Linked DNA regions of Pan troglodytes: region 1 is linked to region 2. Evidence: chromatin contacts called from public capture Hi-C data. All regions are on one chromosome and are shown on one strand. Each heading gives the region's core, a stretch centred on a gene start, on an enhancer-like site or on the middle of the called end of the contact. The rest is flanking DNA. Distances are from core to core; before and after follow the strand shown. Region 1 overlaps DLGAP1 (DLG associated protein 1). Region 2 overlaps DLGAP1 (DLG associated protein 1).

The links. Capture Hi-C pulls out chosen DNA fragments and counts their contacts.
Region 1: a contact with region 2 is called in a capture Hi-C map of stem cell-derived neural stem cells, with 5 times the contacts expected there. The contact joins two enhancer-like sites. A contact is called at or near these places in 3 of 7 Hi-C or Micro-C datasets (blood, induced pluripotent stem cells and stem cell-derived neural progenitor cells) and 1 of 1 other capture datasets (stem cell-derived neural stem cells).

Annotation. Positions count from the first base shown.
Region 1 is chr17:27,183,024-27,189,701 of NHGRI_mPanTro3-v2.0_pri, forward strand. All of the region lies in intron 8 of DLGAP1 (DLG associated protein 1), which reads left to right. Among named protein-coding and RNA genes, the nearest start is that of TGIF1, 250 kb to the right of the region's middle. Within about 2 kb of position 1,593, at least 6 of the 24 cell types and tissues checked have an H3K27ac peak or open chromatin away from gene starts, as enhancers often do. A contact at or near this core is called in stem cell-derived neural stem cells, where this site is marked.
Region 2 is chr17:26,886,210-26,892,644 of NHGRI_mPanTro3-v2.0_pri, forward strand. The region is part of intron 4 of DLGAP1 (DLG associated protein 1); the gene reads left to right. It overlaps LOC104003088 (a long non-coding RNA gene), which reads right to left. Exons shown (of 6, transcript XR_008540672.2): 1 at 5,217-6,435; 2 at 3,059-3,191; 3 at 2,692-2,800. Among named protein-coding and RNA genes, the nearest start is that of DLGAP1, 460 kb to the left of the region's middle. Within about 2 kb of position 4,157, at least 6 of the 24 cell types and tissues checked have an H3K27ac peak or open chromatin away from gene starts, as enhancers often do. A contact at or near this core is called in stem cell-derived neural stem cells, where this site is marked.

The DNA of each region.
Region 1 (6,678 bases), core at 343-2,842, 290 kb after region 2:
TCCTTGGGGTCTGATAGTTTGGGCAGAGTAGCCTTTTATGAAGAATTATACTGCGACTAAATCAGTATGATATGTTTAGCTCCATATTTTCCAGCAAATTTTTAAGGGATAAATACAGATAACTCATTGCAACTATAATACTGCACCATACAAGCACAATACTGGTTGACAAGGAGGTATACAGAGCAAAGCAAAACTGCATTCTAACCCCCTGAAGTTTCCTGGAAAAAAAAAAAAAAAGTAGCCTGAAAAGTTGAAAATGTTTCTTTCCACAAAATAAACTGGAATAATCCCTTCATTTATTTTAGATTCCTTTCAGATAGCCTTGCAGATGGTTCGCTGAAGTCATCATGCCAACAAAATTCGTTTGACTCAAAAATTTAAATAGCCCTACCAAATTATGCGTGTTTCTCTTCTAATAAAAAACTGAATGTCTTATTTCTATCTGCTAAGCTTATTCCACTCTGCAGTTTGTGAACTGAACTACAGAAATAACTCCTTAGAGATGCACACTTTTGTCCTCTATTACCCAATTCTGGAATCCCCAAATATAGTGTTATAAATGCTGACTTTTCTCATTTGCTTTTATGTATTCATGTCTTGTCTCTTTACACGAGACTGCTATCCAAAATATCCAAAAGGCATTAAATACTAATATTATTGAATCATAAAGGTGTTCTTTCTTCTTCTAATCGCATGCATTCCTGCCAGTCTCTATGACCACAGCTGAGTGACAGATAAAGCCCAAATTAAAAATACTTCCCTCTTGGCAAGATACCTCCGACCCAGTGGGCTGCTCAGTTGGAAAGCTGGGAAGTGGAGAGGCATGAGTCACTGTGTTCTCTCAGATATTTTAATTCAGAGTTGTTTAAGAAGATTTAAAAAAAAAATCAAGCAATGGACCCCCAAAATGACCATTTCTCACTAAGTCATGAAATTTAATTTTTTCTTTTTCTTTTTTTTTTAGATGGAGTCTCGCTGTGTCACCCAGGCTGGAGTCTGGAGTGCAGTGGTGCAGTCTCGGCTCACTGCAACCTCTGCCTCCCGGGTTCAAGCGATTCTCCTGCCTCAGCCTCCCGAGTAGCTGGGATTACTGGCGCCTGCCACCACACCAGCTAATTTTTGTATTTTTAGTAGAGACAGGGTTTCACCATGTTGTCCAGGCTGGTCTCGAACTCCTGACCTCAAGTAATCCACCTGCCTCGACCTCCCAAAGTGCTGGGATTACAGGCATGAGCCACCACACCCAGTCAATTTTTTCTTTAATGTGGGAAACAGAATTGCCACCTCTCCCTGCAACACCTGAAAGGAAGCATGGTCTCTAGGCAAAGCCATTCTTGCCAACCTCTGGGGTCCCTGGCATGTGGCACTCAGCCCTTCCTGTGGGCCCCGCAGAGCATCCTCCTAGGGGCTAGGATGTGGAGAAATGCAGTGAGGTGACTCAGCTGCTGTGTCCTTTCTGCTGTCACTGCTGTCTTGTTTTTACATTTTTTAAAGTATCTGTTCTTGGGTGCTTATGGTTTTACAAAGCAGCCCTAATGTTCCCAATGGTATAATTGCCTGATATAGCCATGACTGCTGCTCTGGGAACTGTCAAGATTAGAAGCCCTGCCTGTGAAGGGGAACGTGGGGAGGAATTTGTATCATGTAGGGTGCAGTAATCCCCAAGGAAATTCTCTTCGCAAAAACCGTGTGTGGAAAGTCTCCCTCTGGCGGCTGCTGAGGTGTGTTCATAGGGGAAAGAATGCATGTCAACCGTAAATGGAGTCTGTGAAGCTGCAACTAAAATGTTTCCAGAAAAGAGGGCATTTGGTTGCATCTTCGGGAGGAAAATAAGAAACAATTCTTTTCTAGAATTAAAAAAAAAACAAAAAACAAAAAAGAACGAAAAGAGAAGAAGAATGCAGAGAATGTGTCCATATCTAGTGAACTTTCAAATATCCCTCCGTCTTCTAAAAAGAAAAAAGTGGACAACAGCCGCTCGCTCTCCTCTGAACTCACATCCCCCTCACACTCCTCCTTCTACAGAGATCAGGGCCACTGCACTTTCGTGCTTGAAGCAGTTCTGGGAATTTCTCTCGTCTATTTTCTGTGTCTGTCTAGTTCACTACCAGTCTCATTTATTTGTCCTTTATAGTATTTCTTTATGATACTTCTCATGTTTTCTTGCCCTTCCTATTAATTTCTCCAACCTATGCATGGACAACTGCCCAATGGCATTTGGAGTAAATGCAATAAAATTCAGAGCACGTGAATCAAAGGCTCTCAGTTGGCAAGTTCAGGTCTTTTGTCAGGACAGCGCCACATTCCATCCCAAGGACCAGCTATATCCGGTGATCCTGAGACACAATCTTGACACCACTTCAAAGATTCTGGAATTTGGAATTCAGGACCTCTAGTGCCATCATGTGCCTGGGTCCCCATCCTCCTTCCTAACCCTTGTTTTCCCTGAATGGCCTCATGACCTGTTGGCACCATCAGGCTCCACATCTTAACCAGCTCTGGGCTGATCCTGCCTTCACAGAATTGAGAACACTCCAGAGACCCTTGCTTGCCTTTGTCCTAGCAAGTAAGCTTTCATGTCAATTTCTAAGACAAAGTCTCCATCTTATACTCCTTTCTGGGACTTGGATCCCTGTCCTCTCTCTTCTCCCTCTGTCCCTTACTGCTTCCTGGATGAACTGCCTGTACCTGAGTGGCTGCAGGAGCAAGCCTGTCATTCTCCTCAACCCCACTGGTAAGGGCCTGCCACTGGGCTGCCCTGACTTTTCAGTTGTTACTTATTCCTCATCCAGCAGCTGTCTCCTTCCAGATCTGAGCCCTCTGGCTCCCCACAGAGATTTACTTAAAGTCTTCCAGCTGTGTGATTTGCTAAGATGCCAGCTACCTTGTTGTATCTGATTACTTCTAAGATGATACATATAGGATCCCATAGCCTGCCTCGCTCCCCTGTCTCTCAAACCCAGGGAAGGGTCTAGGAAGAAGCCCAGGATCCTAGGGCGCCTGCATGCAGGAAGTCCACAACCCTGCCAGGCTCTCCCCTAGGGGTCTGTTGCTGCCTCTCTTGGGAACTTGTCTATTGCCATCCCATAGAAAGGTAGCAATTTATGCCTTCCTGGTTTTGATAACATTTCCCAAACATGTTTACTCCTGTGAAGCATATCCAATTGAGCACCATGAAGCACACCTGCTATTTTAAAATTCAAGGTAGACGTCAGGAGCGGCTTACGCCTGTAATCCCAGCACTTTGGGAAGCCGAGGTGGGCGGATCACCTGAGGTCAGGAGTTCGAGACCAACCTAGCCAACATGGTGAAACTTCATGCCGGGCGTGGTGGCAGACGCCTGTAATCCCAGCTACTTGGGAGGCTGAGGCAGGAGAATCGCTTGAACCCGGGAGGCAAAGGTTGCATTGAGCCGAGATTGTGCCATTGCCCTCCAGCATGGGGGACAAGTATGAGACTCTGTCTCAAAAGTAAATAAATAATTAATTTAATTAATTAAATTAAAGGTAGTCTCAGGGTACTCATACACAGAGAATAACATAAATGTATACATCTCAACCTTACCCTGATATCTTGGCACACATTTGAAATCTTAAACAGTCACTTCAAGAACTCCCTATGTCTCTCTGTCTCTCACACACACAGAGCCCCTCCTACAACTCTTCTCACTCTTGACTCTTGAGGTCATCTTGTGTTATCTCTCTCTATGTCCATCTGCCAGATCTCAGCAGAATTACCTCAATTCATCCTAGAGAAACAGGTCCCTCTTTGCTCTGAACCCAAAATATACCAACCCAGCTTCAGATGGTATCTTCTCTCTTCTTCATCACCCAAAGTCCAAACAGTCTCTTGGACTCAGCCCACAGAGCTTCTCTGCACCAACCTCTTCTCTACTTTAGACCCAAATGGACTCCTTGGCCATATTCTCTGCTGCTTTAGCTGAAACCACAGATTCTCCAACAACTTCTAATCTCTCAGATTCCTCAGCTCAACTAGCTGGCACCAAATTTATCACATAAGCATGTGTCGAATCCTTCTGCTTTGCCCGGCTTTTTTCTTTGATGTTGCAGCACTGTCATTCTCCTAATCACATATTATTATTTTAACATTCTTCAGCAACCAGGATTCTCAATGATTTGTAGGGAGGGACGTGATTGCTTTTGGAGGCCCCAACACAGGGTCATTGCTTTCCCTTCTCACCCTTAACGAGAACACCACACATAGACACTACAGAATGAAGAATAGCTGAAGAAGCCTTTCACCCTGGATCCGGACTGTTTGGTTATTTCTTCTTGAGTCATGTGGCATTTGGCTTCTCTGATGAGATCATTAGTACACTTAAAAAGCCATCATCAGGCCAGGTGCTGTGGGTCACACCTATAGTCCCAGCACTTTGGGAGGCCGAGCCTGGAAGATCATTTGAGCCAGGAATTCAAGACCAGCCTGGGTAACATAGCACAACCCCACCTCAACAAAAAATTTAAAACTTAGCCTGGTATGGCAGAGTGCACTCCTGTAGTCCTAGCTACTAAGGGGGCTGAAGCAGGAGGATCACTTAAGCCCAGGAGGTCAAGGCTGCAGTAAGCTATGATCCCACTACTGCATTCCAGCCTGGGCAACAAAGTCGGCTGGGTGCGATGGCTCACGCCTGTAATCCCACCATTTTGGGAGGCCGAGGTGGGCAGATCATGAGGTCAAGAGACAGAGACCATCCTGGCTAAAACGGTGAAACCCCGTCTTTACCAAAAGTACAAAAAATTAGCCGGGCGTGGTGGTGGGCGCCTGTAGTCCCAGCTACTCGGGAGGCTGAGGCAGGAGAATGGCGTGAACCTGGGAGGTAGAGCTTGCAGTGAGCTGAGATCACACCACTGCACTCCAGCCTGGGCAACAGAGAGAGACTCTGTCTCAAAAAACAATTAAAATTTTAAAAAAATAAAATAAAATGCTAGGTGGCTGGCAAGATGGCTGAATAGGAACAGCTCCAGTCTGCAGCTCCCAGTGAGATCAACACAGAAGGCAAGTGATTTCTGCATTTCCAGCTGAGGTACCCGGCCCTTCTCACTGGGACTGGTTAGATAGTGGGTATAGCCCACAGAGGGCGAGCTGAAGCAGGGTGGGGTTTTGCCTTACTCAGGAAGCACAAGGGGTTGAGGAACTTCCTCCCCTAGCCAAAGGAAGCCTTGAGGGACTGTGCTGTGAGGAACAGTGCGTTCCGGCTCAGATACTATGCTTTTCCCATGGTCTTCACAGCCCGCAAACCAGGAGATTCCCTTGGGTGCCTACACCACCAGGGCCCTGGGTTTCAAGCACAAAAACTGGGTGGCTATTTAGACAGACACCTAGCTAGCTGCGGGAGTTTTTTCATACCCCAGTGGTGCCTGGAACACCAGCGAGACAGAATCTTTCACTACCCTGGAAAGGGGGCTGAAGCCAGGGAGCCAAGTGGTCTAGTTCAGCGGATCCCATCCCCAGAGAGCCTAGCAAGCTAAGATCCACTGGCTTGAAATTCTCAATGCCAGAACAGCAGCCTGAAGTCCACCTGGGACGCTTGAGCTTGGTCAGGGGAGGGGCGTCCACCATTGCTGAGGCTTGAGTAGGCAGTTTTCCCTTCACAGTGTAAACAAAGCCATGGGGAAGTTTGAACCGCAGCTCAGCAAAGCCACTGTAGCCAGACTGCCTCTCTAGCTTCCTCCTCTCTGGGCAGGGCATCTCTGAAAGAAAGGCAGCAGCCCCAGTCAGGGGCTTATAAGTAAAACTCCCATCTCCCTGGGACAGAGCACCTGAGGGAAGGGGCAGCTATGGAGACAGCTTCAGCAGGCTTAAATGTTTCTGTCTGACAGCTCTGAAGAGAGCAGTGGATCTCCCAGCACAGTGCTCAAGCTCTGCTAAGGGACACTCTGCTTCCTCAAGTGGGTCCCTGACCCCCATGCCTCCTGACTGGGAGATACCTCCCAGCAGGAGTCAACAGACACCACATACAGGAGAGCTCTGGCTGTCATCTGGCAGATGCCCCTCTGGGATGAAGCTTCCAGAGGAAAGAACAGCAATCTTTGCTGTTCTGCAGCCTCCGCTGGTGATACCCAGGCAACAGGATCTGGAGCGGACCTCCAGAAAACTCCAGCAGACCTACAGCAGAGGGCAGGTTAGAAGGAAAACTAACAAACAGAAAGGAATAGCATCAACATCAACAAAAAGGACATCCACACAAAAACCCCATCTGAAAGTCACCAACATCAAAGACCAAAGGTAGATAAATCCACGAAGATGAGGAAAAACCAGTGCAAAAAGGCTGAAAATTCCGAAAACCAGAATGCCTCTTCTCCTCCAAAGGATCACAACTCCTCGCCAGCAAGGGAACAAAACTGGATGGAGAATGAGTTTGACGAATTGATGGAAGTAGGCTTCAGAAGTTGGGTAATAACAAACTCCTCTGAGCAAAAGAAGCGTGTTCTAACCCAATGCAAGGAAGCTAAGAACCTTGAAAAAAGGTTAGAGGAATTGATAGCTAGAATAACCAGATTAGAGAAGAACATAAATGACCTGATGTAGCTGAGAAACACAGCACGAGAACTTCGTGAAGCATACACAAGTATCAATAGCCAAATCGATCAAGCGGAAGAAAGGATATCAGAGATTGAAGATCAACTTACTGAAATAAAGCGTGAAGACAAGATT
Region 2 (6,435 bases), core at 2,907-5,406:
TTCCCAAGTGACCGTAAAACACAGTAATTTGCCTGTTTTAGCGGAATGTTATCATAATGACAAAAACAACTGCAAAGTATCTTAAGCTGATTTTTGTAATCATTTTGCTAGTGGTAGTCTTCTATTTATTCGAGACTGTTGCACATGTGTATTATGAATACAGCAAATGAATAATTATATTCATGTCAATAAAATTTGAAATTTGACAGGGAAAAGGACACTGTAAAAAAAGTCCTCTACTTGAATTTGAATAGGAAACATCATGAATTCATGATGAATATTATTTTATTAAAATACATGTTTTCTAGCTTTGTTCTCTGAAAAGACGGAACGTGCTCAACCCTTCACACACAGATAATGTTCTCTACATACCATTTTCCACTAAAAGGAATCAAAGGCTCCCTGAAGAAATAGCTGATTACAGGTCTGTGGAAGGAAGTGTACAAGACGGACCTGGAATATCATAAACTGCTTTGGTGATATCAGAACTCTGCAATTAAGTTAACTCTGCAATGAACTGAGGCACATCAAATATTAACATTCATGAATTCCTAATAATACTGTTAAAATAAAATATTATTGATCATCCTTGGAAAATGCAAGGAAACCAAAATCATTATTTTAAAAACTGGCAAATAAAAGGAAGAGATCAAACATTTTTTCTAACTTCCCTATGCATATTATTCCAAGTAACCAAGCAGTTGATGAGATGTTTCTCTTGATAAAAGTACTCCATCTAATAAATGAAGAAGGAATTTTAAAATTCTAGTATTGCCATTTTGCAACCTTTAATGAATTATTGGGTGTAGACAATGGTAATCAATGACTGCCAACATCACAAAAAAGCCACCAGACATATGCTTCTATATGGAGGTACACACCACCACCTGTGGGGTATTTTGGCCAAAAATTGAACCTCAATCTGATGATGTCCCTGGGTCTACTGTATTCAGTACTAATCCCATGTGGCTACTGAGCATTTGAAATGTGGATAGGCCAAATTGAGATGTTCTGTACACGTAAAATACACACCAGATAGCAAAAACTTAATATGAAAAAAAGATGTAAACTATCTCAATAACTTTTAATATTGACTACATACATAATATTTGTGACATATTGGGTTAAATAAAATTATATTATTAAAATTAATTTTAATTTTAATGTTTTCTTTTTTTAAATGTGTATTTTAAAATTTTAAATTATATTTGTGGCTCATATTTCTATTGTATGGTGCTGTTCTTAATTCTAACTACAACTTACAGGAAATACACTGGACAGAGGAACATGTTAAATGACACCTTACAGGAAATACACTGGACAGAGGAACATGTTAAGTGACACCAGAAGGATAGAAACAGTAAAACTCAGGCTTTAGAAAACTCTGCAACTTATATTTCTAATCCAATTTAATGGTGGAGTCAAAGTTACTAAAAATTTATAAACATGAGCACTGTAATTAATGTGTAGTGTAGTCCTAAACATCAATATCTGCAAAATCATAGATTTGATATCTCAGTTTCATTTTCACTATTGCTCAAATAATGCATAACAATAAAAAGCCTATACATTTGCATTGGCTAAAGTAATTTATCACCAGTGGTATGTGAACTGCACCATGGAAAACAGATATATTTTCAATTTTTCAATCTTTAATAATCTGAAAACTTGATTCTCTCAGTTTATTCAGATAGAGGAATACATAGTTATGATTTCTATACTATTAGCCTTTTTTACCAATATAATTAATTTTAATAATATATTTTGTTTGACATATCAAAATATAAATTTCAACATATACTAAATATAACAATTATTAATGAGAAATATTACATTCTTTTGGCTTTGTACTAAACATTTGAAATGTGCTGTACATTTTTCACTTATAGCCTATGCAATTCAAATGCTATATTTTTATTAGGAATATTTAATCTAAATAGATATCTTAAAATTTACATTTGAAAAAAATAGATTCAGATACCTAAGTTGTTACAAGCCTACGTAAAAGTTTTCAATGACTGAATTGAGTATCAATCAGTTTTAAAATTTAAATCAGTGAAATTAATTAAAATGAAATGAAAATTTAGAAACTCCATTTCTCAGTCACGCTGGCCACATTTCAAGTAGAAAGCCTTTGTTTTTAATTCACTTTGTCCTAAAGCTGCAAGTAGAATTTCTACATCTTATCAGAATAGACTTGTTTAAAATATTTTTCAATTAAAACATAATACAAAGCCACTTAGATATGTAAAATTTAAAAATTCTCCCTTTTCTCTCTTCCATCTTTACTGTTTTCCCCAAATTCAAGATCAAATTAATAAATATATTTAAAATGTTTCGAGCTTTAAAAGTTAAGTATTGAATTAGGCTTACTTAGACTTCACTTGTAATACAGTATTTCTTACATGTCTAACATAATAGGTGCTCAAAAATATTAGGTAATTTGCCTCCATTTATTAGATCAGGAATTATGTAATAGTATCTAAACTTTTACTTTTGCTTTTAGCCATTTATGAAAAAAAATCATTCCAGCTTAGCATGCTTTAATATCTTATTGGGATAAATAAATAAATAAGATTAAATATCTAAATAATTTACAGAAAGATATCTTACATTCTCTATAGCAAAACACTGATGAATACAGTGTATATATTGAAAGTAAATCTTGGTGGGTTTTTTTTTTTTACTCACGTTGCACCAAAGCGAGAGAACACTAGGGGGCAGTGTGGTTAGAGCAGAACTCTCAAGAGGCTTGGAAAGGAGCGCTGAAATCACCAACAGCTGGTGCGATAAATGGGGTCTAATAGCAAGAAAAGAATGCATTCGTTTAACTTTACTTTGTGAAGTTACGTGGACTATATGCATATTATTCACAAGGTCTTGGAAGAGACGCTTTGTTCAAACCCTGAGCCCATAAGCTTAGGGACAAGCTCTTCCTGGAAAGGTCTTTCTTACGGAATTTTCTGTCCCAAAGAAGATACAAGAGAGTAGAGCATTGCCAGAAAGTAACAATTCATAAATACTAACCCCAAGTGCCCGTATAATATTTAGTTCCTACCTCATTTTAACCTTCACTTGTATCCACCATTCCTTTTATTTTCTTCTATTCACCCAGGCTTCTTTGCAGCACAGTCATTTTAAGAATATTCTGAGAGCATCTTAGCTCTCACTCCATTTCAGCTCAGTGAATTCTAAGGCAACAAAGGTGTATTAAGTAATTAATCCATAATGCCAGCCACTACCTAAAAAAAGGATAAGGCCAAAGCTAAAAAAAAAAAAAAAAAAATCAAAAGCTAGGAAAACTTATTAACATTTTCTAAAATTACATTGTTGTTGTCTATTTTAAGGGCATGAGTAGTGACTTTATGCTACATTTTGCAAAAAGTATTGAGCATAATCTATAGACACTTAATGTATGATGATGTAAACATTTACACCTCAGACTCAGAACAGGCAGACAGCTAAGTTCTCTCGCTTTTTAAATATGCAATGAATTTTCTAATAGTCAAGTAACAAATCTATTTCTCTTTCTCTTTTAGAAAATTAGAATCTATATGTATTAAAGAGCTGTGCTCCAAATTGTGAGTCTGGCCTACTTAAATTTGAATAAATCATTCTAGAGAGTTGACATTATTTAGTTTTGAACAACTCTTGAAGTCTTTTTGGACTTTATAATTTAGCAGCAGGTGGTTCTGGTCATTTTAAAAGTCCGTAATTAATGTAACTAATCCTAGTTGGTGTTTAGTCATCTCTTCAGATCTTTTGTACCTGGAATTTCTATAGCCTATTTGCCTGAAATTGTATAAATAATAAATGGTTTGCTGTCCTCTATATAGTGGCAAGCATCCAGGTTTCTGCAACTCGAAATTTCAGCTCCTCTCAGCTTCTATCAGGTTTGAGATATTTTTAGCCCCACTCTGTCAGTCAGAATCCCATGAAAGAGAATCCCATTAAGAGAGTTGAGATGAATTTAGAGAAGGGTCTGTTTATAGAGCAGGGAGCAGGGTTAAGAAAATACAGCCAGAGAGGCCGAGGTACCCAGAGACAAGCACAGTGGGAAGCCCTCGCCACTCTAGGCCTGAAGAGTCAGATGAAGGGAAGGAACGGGGTCCCCAAGCCGATGGGCACTAGAGCTGTGGACAGGCTGCCATCGCAGAGGGACAGATTGCTGCTGAAACACCAGCACAGGAAGGAAATGGCACAGAAGGACCCAGAGCTGTCTCCCCCACCCTCGGCACCCCAGCCAGGGCCTTGCCTGGATCACCCGGTGCCAGGCAGGGAAAAGCCGAGCACTGGGGAAGGTGGCCTAGGAAAGGGAGGGTCACAGGCCACTGAACGTTCTCACTCTTAATAAACAGAGTTTTACGCTTCAAGGGGGTCTCTGTGGTTCTTCTTTCCTTATCTTTTTACTTCACTCACCACATTCTTACCAAACCAAAAGGAAAACAACAGTGGAGGGAAAGTCTTACACATGTCAGGCTTTTAGACAGAACCTTTTATTCCTCATCTCATATATCTTTTCTGCTCTATAAAAAACTAAAACTTTATCTTCTCAACATCTCGCTATGATAAGCTTTTAAGTGGGTCTTAAGCCCACTTAAAAGATGCTGCACCCTGATTTTGTTGCTGCACCCTGATTTGGGGAAGCTTGGTCAGTGATCCCATGAGAAGGGAAACTATGAGAGATTCATTCTCTCCTGAATCGCTTAGGAGGTCCCATTAAAGCCCCTGCTAAACTCGTCATCCCCAGCCTGGACCACGTTTGGTTAATTTCCAGTTTTTCCTTTCCTTGCAATAACCTGCTTGAAACTCCATCAGGGAAAATAAATAATAATTCAAATGCAAAACGCGTTGTCACTTTTATAAAATATTGCTCTCCTTGCCCCACCCTCACCCCCTCCCTTTCTCCCCTTCCTGATTTTTACTGAAAGGAGGAAAGACAAGGAAATCTCAATGGTTTCATTCTTAGCACACATTCTAAGTCTGTCATTAAATGACCGCTGATTTTGTCACATACATATGGACAAAACTCTGTAAGAAAGCAATTGATTAAAATCAATGAGAATTTGCTGCGCTGAAATGGAATCAGTGAATAAAAATTTATTCTGTTTCTTTTCTTTTTTCTAAGAGTCCTCTCCATTATTCAAAAGAAGCCTGTCTTATCCTGTTTCCAAACTCCTTTTCCTTTTCTTTCCCCTATGCTGTTGATTTCCTACCTTCTTCCCACGTGAGTCGCCGGTGCAAGAGGGGGGTTCCTGCTTGGGTACCCACATCAGTAGGTTTTGTCTCCTCATCTGCTTGTCTTCTGAAGATAAATCGTTGGCAGAACTGGAAAAAAAAAATCATGGAATGGCTTTTTTACATTTCTGCCAGGGGGAGGCTATTTTGTAATCTTTTTGCAGCCTTCCTATGCACAACCCAATCCCAAGCTGACTTGATTATCTCCTTAACTGTTAAGAGCAAAATTTAAAACTGGATTTTGTTACCTGCCCCAGGAGCAGATGCTACATTGCTGAGGTGTCTTGTGAATTGCCAGCGTTCCTTTTCTTTTACAGACAGGTCTTAAAGGTCTTCCAGGGACCCCCTATTAGCCAAATAACCTTGATAGTTATTACAGAGAAATTGTAATTCTTTTTGAAAGTATTTGTGCACTCATCCATGCCAATATTTATAGATCAGTTGATTTTTCCAGGTTGTGTAAGTTGCTAACAATGGAACTCCATTTATTTATTTATTTATTTATTTAGAGACAGGGTCTGGCTCTGTCACCAGGCTGGAGTACAGTGGCATAATCACGGCTCACTGCAGCCTCTGCCTCTCAGGCTCAAGTGATCCTCCCGCCTTAGCCTCCCCGTTAGCTGAGACTACAGTTGTGCACCACCACACCTGGCTAATTTTTGTAATTTTTGTAGAAAACAGATTTCACCATGTTGCTCAGGCTGGTCTGGAACTCCTGGACTCAAGCATTCCACCCGCCTCAGCCTCCCAAAGTGTTGGGATTACAGGCGTAAACCACCGTACCCAGCTGAGACTCCATTTAAATAGGTGGCTTTTATGTGAATTATTAATTTTGATAAAGAGAAGAGAAAAGCTGATAGATCAGTGTTTAAAAATCATTTTATGAACTAAGTTCAAAAGAACAACTAGGGCCTGCAGACTTCCCTACTTTACAAAGTAGTGGCCTGGCCAAGGATGTTCCAAACAAGAAATCTTTTCAAACGTGCTTTAAATCATTAAAATAGGGGACCAATATGAGTAAACCAATATAATGAGGCAAACTAAGTAGGAGATTTTTAATGAACATTTTCAAGGCACAGGGAAAGAAGCCACAAAGAGTAACAGCATTTTTCTGCACATACTGTCTTATGAATCTAGATTCATCTTGTTTATTGTGGAACTATGTGATTGGGTTAGCCATCAGGGGAGAGAAGTACT